Linked DNA regions of Sus scrofa: region 2 is linked to region 1. A link is a contact called in public Hi-C data. All regions are on one chromosome and are shown on one strand. Each heading gives the region's core, a stretch centred on a gene start, on an enhancer-like site or on the middle of the called end of the contact. The rest is flanking DNA. Distances are from core to core; before and after follow the strand shown. Region 1 overlaps ROPN1 (rhophilin associated tail protein 1). Region 2 overlaps MYLK (myosin light chain kinase, smooth muscle).

The links. A called contact is a pair of places that touch in the nucleus more often than the background predicts.
Region 2: a contact with region 1 is called in a Hi-C map of omental adipose tissue, with 2.0 times the contacts expected there. The contact joins two enhancer-like sites. A contact is called at or near these places in 17 of 47 Hi-C or Micro-C datasets (brain, embryonic fibroblasts, epiblast stem cells and 11 more) and 1 of 2 datasets of contacts at active chromatin or transcription factors (skeletal muscle).

What each region holds. Positions count from the first base shown.
Region 1 is chr13:136,418,631-136,424,921 of Sscrofa11.1, reverse strand. It overlaps ROPN1 (rhophilin associated tail protein 1), which reads right to left. Exons shown (of 6, transcript NM_001172369.1): 3 at 5,293-5,410; 4 at 3,285-3,446. It also overlaps the pseudogene LOC102157780. Among named protein-coding and RNA genes, the nearest start is that of CCDC14, 17 kb to the left of the region's middle. Within about 2 kb of position 3,326, at least 3 of the 83 cell types and tissues checked have an H3K27ac peak or open chromatin away from gene starts, as enhancers often do. A contact at or near this core is called in omental adipose tissue, where this site is marked.
Region 2 is chr13:136,697,679-136,703,294 of Sscrofa11.1, reverse strand. MYLK (myosin light chain kinase, smooth muscle) reads right to left here. Exons shown (of 34, transcript XM_021070234.1): 13 at 3,316-3,468. Among named protein-coding and RNA genes, the nearest start is that of HACD2, 130 kb to the left of the region's middle. Within about 2 kb of position 3,839, at least 22 of the 83 cell types and tissues checked have an H3K27ac peak or open chromatin away from gene starts, as enhancers often do. A contact at or near this core is called in omental adipose tissue, where this site is marked.

The sequences.
Region 1 (6,291 bases), core at 2,077-4,576:
AGCTGCAGCTGCCGGCCTGCACCACAGCCATAGCCACGCAGGATCCAAACTGCATCTGTGACCTACACCACAGCTCACGGCAACACAGATCTTTAACCCACTGAACGAGGCCAGGGATGGAAACTTCATCCTCATGGATACTAGTCAGATTCATTTCCACTGAGCCACGACAAGAACTCCCTATAAAGATAGACTTTAAGCATCTTACAAGCCTCATTTTCAAACTCAGAGGTGAAAGGCTGAGAAAGTGAATTATCTGCTAACAAAATATGCCCTTCCTTCCAGTGAACACAATTACACGATCTCTTCTTGTGTGTAATTGGCCTCAGTGGAACAGGAGGCAGAGCGGACATCCTAGAGGAAGGAGTGCTGAGAGGGAAGAGGAGCGCAGGTCTGCGCGATGTAGTGTTTGAATCCTGTGGGTGGATTCAGAGAACACAAGGCTGGAGGAAATGCACCTGCTTCCCACAAGTTGTGCCACTGGGCTCTTCTCTAAAGAGGGACTGGATTTTTCTAAACGGCACAGAGATCAGGACTGGCTGGTGAGCTGGCAAAGCAAGGAGGGAATTTCTGGGCTTGCCTCTAAAGATATGTGGATTAACAAGAATGGACTGTCCTCCAGATGGTGCCACCCTGACCACTTCCATATTTAAGTTCCCACGAGGTGTCCAGCATGAAACAAATGGGAATAACAGGACTAGCCCTGGGATTCACAGGGCACCCTTATTTATGGACTGGACCTTCAGGCTGACTTTACCTCTGGATGTTTTTGTTTCTTTCCTTTTTAGGCTTGCACTCTCAGCATATGGAAGTTCTCAGGCTAGGGGGCTGTGGCTGCAGCTGCTGGCCTAGGCCACAGCCGCAGCAACACAGGATCCAAGCCACATCTGCAAACTATGCCATAGCTTGTAGCAATGCTGGATCCTTAACCCACTGAGTGAGACCCAGGATTGAACCTTCATCCTCAAGGATACTAGTCAGGTTCTTAACCTGCCGAGCCACAAGGGGACCTCCCCTCCCCTCTAGGTGTTCTCTGATATAAGGGTGATAGAGGTGGGGGACAAAATTAGACACCTAGGTAATTTTCAGAATTGGCGGGGCCCACTGTTATCCAGAGCCAGGCCTGAGGGTATCTCAGGGAAGCAGAGAAGGTGTAATGGAATCACAGGGTGTGAGAGATCAAAGGACCTCATGGACCATCTAATCCAACCTCCCTGTTTCAGTAGGAAGTAGACAGACATGACTCACCTCATGGTAGCCCCTCCCCAGTTTGGGTGGCAACTGTATCCAAGTAAACCTAGCAGCTGCAGAGGGAGAGGAGGGATTTAGTGTTCCAATGTCACTCTGGGTTACTGTGATGTATATGGACAAGGAGAGGACCAAGATCAGGGCACAGAGGAGGGCAACTTGGAAGTGACCCAAGGAAGCCCTAAGCACCAGTGAGAACAGAGGTGAGATGGTGGTGACCTGTCCTGCTGTGAGAGAAGAGACTAAAGGCTTCAGCTGTACAGCCTGCAACCACACAGAGTGTTTCTGAGAGATCAGAGGGGCCAGGAAGGACCGAGGGATGAGGGAACCCCCCTCTTGGCTGCTCTCAGATCCCAGTGTCATCCCTCACCTCTAACACTCACTGCCACCCTGATTCAGAGAGGAGCAATCTGAGAGACTGAGCGATTCCCTTTAGAGCTGTTTTCAGCTACTGAAGCAGACGAAGATGCCTGAGTTGGGGTGAATCTGTTTTTTTGTTTTTTTGGGTTTTTTTTTTGCCTTTTCTAGAGCCACTCCCTCGGCATATGGAGGTTCCCAGGCTAGGGGTTGAATCAGAGCTGTAGCCGCTAGCCTACACCACAGCTCACAGCAACGCCAGATCCTTAACCCACTGAGCAAGGCCAGGGATTGAACCCGCCACCTCATGGTTCCTAGTCAGATTCGTTAACTACTGAGCCATGACGGGAACTCCAAGGGGTGAATCTGTTTATTTCATACCCCGCCCTTCCTGGGTAGCGTAGATTGGGAAGATCAGGCTTAACTACAGAGAAATACATTCTCCCCCTCCAACATTTCTGAATGTGGTATAATAAATCAGTGACCCTATGAGAATCTCATCAAATGTGTCAGTTTTTAATATTCCCTCTGTGATTTCCCCCGTCCTTGGGCTATTTCCACACAAGTAGACTAGCGCTGATTGGCAACTTGCCTGCCTTTGCTGTGGAGAGTAGTTTATTCATTGCATAATAGTTGCTAGAAAAGACACTGAAGAAGGAAAAAACAACAACAACAACCCAGCAATGGCCCCTCCTCTCCTCCTCTCTAAAGACATAATTATGCTGAAAGTTGAGCAGAACTACAGGAAAAGTTGGACTTCAATATTTCTGGTAACTTTTCTCACAAATGGAAGTATCAAGTATGCATTCCCAGGATATTTAAGAGGAAAGAGCAAGATCGTGTTTAGATATACTCAATGAGTCAAACCAGCTTTCTCGTACCATTTGGTTTTGGCAGAGGCAATCATTTTCGCATTAATTTTTAAACTTGCATGCATTCCACGGAGTTTTAAAAAATCATTTTTCTGACTCAATTTCATTTGTTATTATAATAGCGTTTAACAAGAGTGAGTCCACATATAAGATGCTACCAAAAGCTTTGAAGTCTGCATATGAACTGGTTTCTTTAAAACAGGAAAAGCAGCTCTTCCAATTGTAAATCAAGTCAAATCTGGAAAAGGCATGCATTTGTATGAGGGTCCTGCATCCATGGTGATGTCATGACTAGTCTGGAAATAGCCTCAATTCTCCTTTCCTACTCCCTTATCTCTTATTTTTATATCCAATTATGCTTATCAAATAGTAGTTTTCTATAAGGCTGCATCCCTTTAAAAAAATCTCTATTGGTATATCTTCTGGGTGGGTGAATCCCACGCATAAGCCAATCTTCTTCTACAGCTGGCTCTTGGTTATCTTTAGGAATATGAATGGAAGGAGTGGAGAGATATTTTATTTTAGGAAATAAACCTAAGTGCAGTGACTGAATTCATAAATAATCCCAAAGCTGCATCTTAGTCAACCTCTCCCCAGAGTCTGATGCCAGTTTTCCTCTCCCTCCTCCTAATCCCTCCTTCTGGCCAATGAGCAGAGAAATGACCTTCATTCTCAGAGGAGAAGTAGACAAGAGGAGGCATGTTCCTCCTTAGCCCTGGAGAGTTGACCGTGTTTGTAGATTGTACTGCCCTTCCAGACTCCAAGGGATTTTCCCAGGAGGAACAAAGAGCAATCAAGCTAACTTACAACTCCAAGAGAGCTGCAAGCAAGGGCTAGAAACTTCAGCCACTCAATCTCCTCCGTGAAGCGGCCCACATTCATCACACTATTAAACAGATCCATCGGGAGACTCAGCACCTTCCACATCTGGGCCAGCTCATCTGCGTGGATGATCAGTCTGCCAGCAACCTGTGGGACAGACACAAGACAGGGGATGAGGGACAGGATGAGATGGCTCTGAGAACACCTGCCCAGGAAAGACCCTCCTTTCCCAGCATCAGCAAGACGTGGGGAAGGGTATTGGGGGCCAGTGAGGACTCTGTTTGGCAGTTCTCTTTGCAAGGGCAGAGGAATATACACCTGACTGAAGAGCATTCTGAGATACAATCTAACCATTTCAACAGGTGTCAGAGTTACAGGGGAAACTAACGCATATATTACACTTAAATTTTTTTTAATGCTTTTATTATCTGCTGTTTCAACCCTAGGCTGTCCCTATGGGGCAGGTAGGGCAGTCTGAAAATGAAACCAAGGGGCAGGGCACTGGTCTGAGACCACTAATTAATGGTGAAGCTAGAATTAGATGTTAAATCTCTTGCTTCTAGATTCCATTGAGTTCTTTGCACTAGGCCCTGAATGCACCTCTCACACTTTCCCAGGAGTAATATGGGGTCTATGATCTGAATGCATAACACTGCTGGGTCCTCAGATGTCTGCCATGTCCATGGCACAAAGAGCATGGTGGTCAAGAGGAGAAGGCCACACATGGCCAGTTGTTGGCCAACCATGCGATAAGGGTGCGGGTGCCCCAGTGAAGCGCTATCACAACTTTCATGGTCCTCTGATTTCAGTGAGATCCTAAGCCTCTGGGATACAAGGAAGTTGGCCAAATCACTCCTGAATCACCCCAAACCTTTTGGTCCTGGATCCTAAAGTGAGATATGGTAGTGCTAAGCCACATTTCTTGGGAGTTGGCCAAACTGCAAGTTTTTCCAAGGCAGATCCTCCTCATCCATTCACAGGACAGCTCCCAGGGTGATGTGGCTATGGAGAGAGCCAGAGTTTAAAAGCCAGGCTCTGTCCACACCTGAGATAACAGTGGAACTATAACTATAACTCAAACTGTGAGTGGCATCATATATGGTCTTAGTCAGTAAAGGAGACACTGGCAAGGGAGGTGGACTTACACTTTCTGGAGAGAAGGGATTAGCTTTACATTGAGCCAGGACATCCTGAAAGCTCCAAGGCAATCTGGGATGACCCAATTGACAATGCAGATTACCACCTATTTCACTGTCACTCCTACTTCCCCAAAGATTTACTCTCAGCACATGGTTTAGTGAATGTTAAGACAATGCTTCTTTTCAGCTGCATCCATCATCTCCCAGTAATTCATCAAAATGACCAACACAAAGGGAAGGAGGAGGGCACGTGCTCATAATGTTTTCCAGGCCTTTTAGAAAACACGGAATTGATCTTTCAGCCACATTCATGCGAATCTACAAAAAAGGTGATATTGTAGACAGTATCCTTAATAGGGAATGGGCACTGTTGGAAAAGGCATGCCACGCAGATGTCACCATGGCAAAACGGAAGAGACTGCAATGTCACCCAGTATGATGTTGGCACTGCTGGAAACAAGTTAACGGCAAGATTCTTGCCAAGAGAATTAATGTGTGTGTGGAGCACATTTAAGCACTTTAAGAGCCAAGACAGCTTCCTGAAACCTGTGAAGGAAAACGATCAGAAAAAGAAGGAAGCCAAAGAGAAAGGTACTTGGGTTCAGTGGAAGCGCCAGCTTGCTCCACTCAGAGAAGCTCAGTTCCTGAGAGCCAATGGAAAGGAGCCTGAACTGTTGGAACCCATTCTCTATGAATTCGTGGCATGGTAAGTGTAAAGAAAATAAAAGACCTTGGCTGTAAAAAAAAAAAAAAAAGTTGAAATGTTGAGTGGCCAGCTGATGGGCAAGGGGACTTTTGTCTGTACTCACCCTTGACATTGACCCCCAGCCTGGGGCTGGAAGCACGAATCTTACCCTAGAATGCAGGATCTTTAACAGCTCCGGTGTAAGCTCCGCCCAGTTAGACAAAGCCACTCGTTCAGACCGCTCCCTCACTGGAGGAATATCTCCGCGAGCCATGGCTCCAAAATAACTACAAGACAAACAGTTAGGGGGTTGGAGGGAGCAGCCTATACTCCAGTGGCCTCTGGCTGCTTTGGGAACTCACCCCTCTATTCCTGTCTTTTTCTTTTCTTTCTTTCTTTTTTTTTTTTTTTTTTGAGGGGAGGGTTAAAGAAAAGAACATTTACTAACATTTGCTTCTACATGCCAGACACTGTTTTTAGTTCATTTATGTACAGAAAAAGCCTGAATGTGTTTGTTACTTCACACTTAAGGTATAGAGATAGCTTAGGGAATAAAAAGATTTGTTCTTCTCTAAGGATGAGGTATAACCAGCAAAAGTTTGGTGTGGAATTCCCGGAAGCACATTGGGTTTGTTTGTGGGTTTTTTTAAAGTCATTCTTTTAGTAAGTGTTTTATACACATATGTATGTGCATGCACACATACACACATATATAGGTGTATAATTATAATGAGATATATATTATTGTGTATGTATAAAATGCATATTATATAAGTATACAAAAGGAGAGAGAAAATTATTGTTATTTTATTTTTCATTAATTTTTAAAGAGAACATATTTTATTTTTCTTTTGGCTGCACCTACCATATGCAGAAGTTCTTGTGCCAGGGATCCAACCCACTGTCATGGCAGTGATAATTGCTAGATCCTTAACCCACTGAGCCACCAGAGTACACCCTAATTATTGTTATTTTAACCTCCTCACTCTCTTTTATGAAGGAAGAATCCTAGTACTTGGAGTATCTTTTTTTTCTGAACATAAAGATCTTGATGCTTGAAAACAATGGCTCTCTACATGCTTATAGTGGGTATTAGGTAGTGGTAGGGTTATGTAATCTTGGAAGGAGAAGTTGGAAGAGAACTAAAATGGTTTGCATAAGAAAGGGG
Region 2 (5,616 bases), core at 2,590-5,089, 280 kb before region 1:
CAGTATCGGTTTAAGCCAGGTGTGGATGATTGCCGTCAGAACGTAAAGGGCCTGAAGGCAGAACTTATCTGTCCTGCTCACACAGCTTCCCCGGGACAATGCCTGGCACCAAGGAGCTGCTCAGTAAAGATTTGCTGATAAGGAATCACACTGATAGAGGAGGTACAGCTGGCAAGAGAATTCATCCTGGGGGAAGGGACACGAGTGGAGGGAGTTAGATTTGGGGAGGAAGGGGTTATAGAGGAGAGAAGGCAGAGAAAACAGGGAGAAGAGGCTGCACAAATCACCTCAGCATGCTGGGTCAGCAATTTCTGGATGATTACAAAACCCCAGCAAGAGCCTAAAGAGGTGAGAAAGAGCACCCATGCCTGGTCTTCAACAAAGCATCTGCCCAGTGCTCCTCTTGTAGAGCAGCTCTTGAGCAGGCTCCACCCTGGAAACCAGACCAGGGGAGGGAGAGGCATTGCCGAATGGCACCCTCTTGTGGCCAGAGCCCCAGAACCGGGTGCTGGAGACCATGGCTTCAGCGTGTGGCTCTACGCCTCCCTCTTCTGACTCTCTTCCCCTTATCCAAGCCAAACAAGCAGGCAGACGGAGAAACAACCACCCACTGTGGCAAAGTCCATCCTTTGGTAAGATTGCTCCTTAGATCTGGCATTTTGAATGGTTTCATCTCTTTCCCTCTTATTTTTTAGGGCTACACCCCGTGGCATATGGAGGTTCCCAGGCTAGCAGTCAAATCAGAGCTGCAGCTGCCAGCCTACATCACAGCCACGGCAATGCAGGATCCGAGCTGTGTCTGTGATGTACACCACAGCTCACGGCAACGCCAGATCCTTAACTCACTGAGTAAGGCCAGTTTACAGAACCTGTACCCTCATGGATCCCAGTCAGGTTCTTAACCCCCTGAGCCATAGTGGGAACTCCTTATCTCGTCAGGGCCCCGTTGGACAGTCCTAACAGCGCACACTTACTGAGAACTTCTCAGTTCAGAGGTCATCAGCATGCTTGTTAATTTCACCCTCACAGCATTGGGGGTGACTATCAGTGTCCCCATCTCTCAAAAGAGGATGGGGAGGCCCACAGACAAAGGAGCAGCCCTGTGACAAGGCTGGCTAGCGGTGGGCAGGACTCACACTGGGCAGTCTGCTCCACATCCACACTCCAGCCGTGGCCTGGTGCCATACAGAGGGGACAGAAAAGCCAGGCCTGAGCAGCTGAGGGAGGGGCCAGGGTGGTGGTTGGTACAGAAGGGGACAAATGCGACAGTCATCTCCTCCCCCTGAGCTGCCCCAGAGACTGCAGCCAAAGAAGCTGCCAATAAAGTGAGAAAAACTCCACAGCTGGGGGTGCGGGACGCAGACTGGAGCCTCCGGGTTCCCTGGGGCGCGGAGCCAGCGGTATCACTGTGCCAGGCTCGGCCTGCCCCGATCCTGTGCAGACAACCCCAGCGCTGCCCATTCTCAGCCTCCTTCACCATTTATGGTATCTGAGCCTCTGTCTGGCTTTCACAGGCCAGTAAATCCCACACTGGGCTGTTCTCAGAGCAGACCCAAACGGCTCTGGCCGGGTTCTTGCTGGAGACCTGTTTCTGCCTCAAAACACGCTTGGATGAGAATCCCACAGACCTGGGGGCAAGGAGGACAGCCCCAGAGTCTTCTTGATCCCTCATCTGGGGACCCCCACCTCCAGTGGAACCATCAGCTCAGCTGGGTCTCGCTACTCCAGTCTCAACGCGGGCAGCCCAGGACAGGCTCTGGATGAGCAGGGCCATGGGCCGCAGACCCATCACACGCCCCTCTGGCCCTCTCTGCCATTACTAGACTTTGCAGGGGTGGGTGGGCGCTCTTGGATCTCCAAGGAGAGCCCCAATGGGAAGGTGGAAGTGGCTCCCTTGGCCTGGATCTGCTCCCCTTTCCTTTGAGTCTCATTACCACAACTTTCCGAGGCCCCTCAAAGAGCCATGAGTGAGATCTGTGGGGAGAGGGGGCATGGGGTGTAAAGCCGACTGCAGCTGACAAGCTCTGGGTGCCAGAGTCAGGCTGTGACTCAAGTGGGAGTGGGAAGGGCCTCCTGGGAGGAAGCAGGGATGATCCCGAGTGGTGACTCCACGCTGGGCACTTCAGAGGCATCCCGGAGGAATGAGGCCGGGAGTGTGCCCCACCTGGCACAGCCCCACAGGAGCCTGGCCACAGCCATGTCAGGGCATCTGTGCCACGCCTTTATCCCTAGGGGGTGACATGGCCCAGCCCTGGGGGTGGGGGCCCTGTCCCTGGGGCCGGAGGACTCACACCCTGGAAAAGGGCAGGGAGTGAGCAGGGGCTTAGAGATCAAGGTTCAAAAGGTCCGCATGGCTCGTCAGCATGGGATGCTTAGATGAGTGACACTGACCTCTTGAGACCTCCCCATAGGAGATGGGAAGAGCACTGCCCCCGCCTCCCGAGGGGCTACTGAGAATCGAGAAATGCCAGGGAAGGTGACAGTGCCTAACGAGGTAACCAGCACATGATCTTTCCTTTGGCCCTTTCAGTGAAACCACCTCCTAGGGCCTCCTGGAAAGCACTGCTCTGCTACAGGGAGACTCTCCCCAAGGCGCAGAGCCATGGGGACAGCACCAGGAGGGCATGTCTCCAGCTAGTCTGCTGGTAAAGCAGGCACGGTGCACCTGCTCCAAGCTCCCAGGGCCCAGTGACTCAGGAGCTGGGGGGCCCAGGCCCAGCCGAGGGTGGAGAAAGCCCTTCCCCAGCACTGTCACCACGGCCGCTGATACCACAGACACCACAGCCCCAACAGCTGCCTTGAGCCTGTGTCCCCCACCCCGCCCCGTGACTTCCTGAGACTTAAGCACTTGGCACTGATCAATGCATGACCATGATAATTGATTACTGGACACCAGGCTGCTGAGGCACAAGAACAAGCCTGGGGTGGCAGAGCAGGGGTAGAAGGAAAAGGGGGACACACTGTAACACTCTGGAAGCCTCGGTACTGGTCCTTGCTACCCAGTGTCCCCGCAATTCACGAGGGGCCATTTGCAAGAGCCTAAATCCTACGGAAACAACCATCGTTCAGTGTGCGCGGTTTGTTGCCCACCAGGGCGGGAGCTTCCCGAGCCAAAGGTGTCTTTGCCTCTTTCCCTGCATCTCCCCTCAGCCCCAGTGAGTGACAGAGTGATCGCCTGGCCTTGCAGGCCCTGATCACAGCGAGCTCCTGGAGGCCATCACCGCCCCCCGCCCGCCTTCAGGTGCAGCGCCCCTCCTCCAAAGCAGATGTGTTGGCAGGAAAGATGCTTCTCCAGAGGTGCCCAGGGGTTCCTACCATGGACAGTGACCCGGGCGCTGCAGGACACCCGCCCCAAGGTGTTCTCGGCCAGACAGGTATAGGTGCCGTCGTCCTCCGGGAGGGCATCCTGGATGTGGAGCTTGGCAACGCCGGCCTCGCAGGTGGAGCGGGCGTACTGGATGGGCTGCCCTGTGGAGGGAAGTGCAGCAAGGCTCAGGCCAGGGAGCCCCTGGTGGTGGGGTGTGGGCCCTGTCCTTAGTGGGGCTGCTGTTGTCATGACACCGACCATCCCTGGACCCACTCAGGGTTAATGAAGTGTCAGGATCACGCCCAGCCAGCTGGACAGAGGCCGGAGGAGGGAAGAAAGAGGCAGGTGCTAGGAGGTGAAGGAGAGGGAGTGATTGTGTGGGTGGAGGAGCAAGACTGGGGCTGGTAGGACTCAGGGGAGAGATTCTGGAGGCATCCAGAATGCGGGAGGGAAAGGGGCCTAGCTAGCTCTGTGCATCCTGTTTAAATAAACAGTCCCCAGATCCACATGCTAGACTTCACAGAATTCTGAGCGTGGAAAGAATCTTTCAGGGTCATCTGGCCCAGAGCCCAGCCTCAGGCAGATCAGACCTCACTCAGACTGTATATGAGGCTGCTGGCTCCTTTGAGAGGACTCCAGAAACAATGACCCCAATTTCCCACTGCAGATATTTATCAGAAGCGATTCTGCACCCTCAGCCTAATGCGGCAATGAAACGCATTTTAGGATTCACAGAAATGATAAATACAGGGAACTAAAAACGACTCTGGTCCCTTCTGCTGAGAGTCTCTCGAAGGAGGGACCCTTTATGAAAGATCGTAGAAAGTCCTCCCTTGAGACAGAAGTGTGTGCTAGGAAATCCAGTGGTTTCACTAATGCTATATGTTCCTGGGATTTTATCATTCCAGGATGCAAGCTTTCATTTCCAGGGGGAAAAAAAAGAATCTCATGACTGAAGGTTTTGGCCTTAGAGCAGGAATGTGTCCGTTCACCATATAGGAAGCAACTGTCAGTTGCTTCCCTTGTCAGCCCCAGGGTCCTGGTTTGCACTTCATAAAATTGGGGGTGGGCAATGGGAGAGGCAGAAAGCACAGGAAGAGGTCCTCTCCCTGCAATGCAATGTTTTCTGCACATAGCAACACTTCGCATCTCCATGACAGTCGAGCAGAGACTGCCAAGCAAGCCACAGGGCCAGAGGGAAGAGATTCCACTGGCCAGACTGCACCTCATAAAAATGGGGCTGGGGGCCGAGAGAGCCAGGCACCAGGATCATGCTACTGAGAGGAATGAACACTGCTGTGTGTGTGTGTGTGTGTGTGTGTGTGTGTGTGTGTGAGAGAAAGGGAGAGAGAGAGAGAGAGAGAGAGAGAGAGAGAGAGAGAGAGAGAGAACGAGGGCCCTAAAAGGGCTCTTCCTTGAGAATGCCAGTACATTCCATGACTGCCATCAAAATGCCTCTTTTGCTAAAACCTGTGCAGACAAGCTGCTTGAGAGCGCTCCTTTTACTGGAGCGTAGCACATTTTGGCTCCACAAGCAAAATGTGGAATGGTGGCCCCAGAAAGGAGTTGTTGGCTCAGGGCAGTCAGACCTGGGCAATACAGAACTCCCAGCTCCAAGACTGGTTAAGACCAGAGGTGGCCGCCAAGGGCCCTCCCACTTGTGCACTATTGCCCTCTAGTGGGAAGAGTGTGGAAATGCCAAGTTCACCAAGAATAAGAAGGGGGGTGTGGGGGAAGTGGGGGGTGTGTGGGGGTGTGTCGGGGGGTTGCTTTTCAGTCTGAAGGGGTACAGCAAACTCCCGCTCATGGGCCAGATCCCACCTGCAGGCTGTTTTTGTGTTGCCCCAGAGCTAAGAACAGTTTTTACATGTTTTCAATGGTGGGAAAAAGTCAGAGTATTTCATGACGTGTGTGAAAATTGTATGGAAATCCTATTTGTGTCCATAAATAAGATTTTATTGCAACACGCCCACACCCCTTCATTTATATTGTCACTTGCTGCCCTCTGTGCCATGACAACAGAGTTGAGTAGTTGTGACAGAGACTGGCTTGCAAAGCTAGACATATTTACTATCTGGCCCTTTATAGGTACTGTTTGCTGGCTCCTGGTCTGGCCCGTGAGCCAGACAGTAGGGAACCTCTCCTATTCAGATCCGCCCCTGGTCCTTAACACCCACACTCTGCTCCAGCTGCAAGGAGGCTGCTTCTGTGCAGACATGTATTGGGATCCGATAGGAGCTCTGTCCGTAGTGGGGATGAGGGGAGGCCCCAATTCTCATCTTCCTGCCCAAGAAGACTAGACCTAGGAG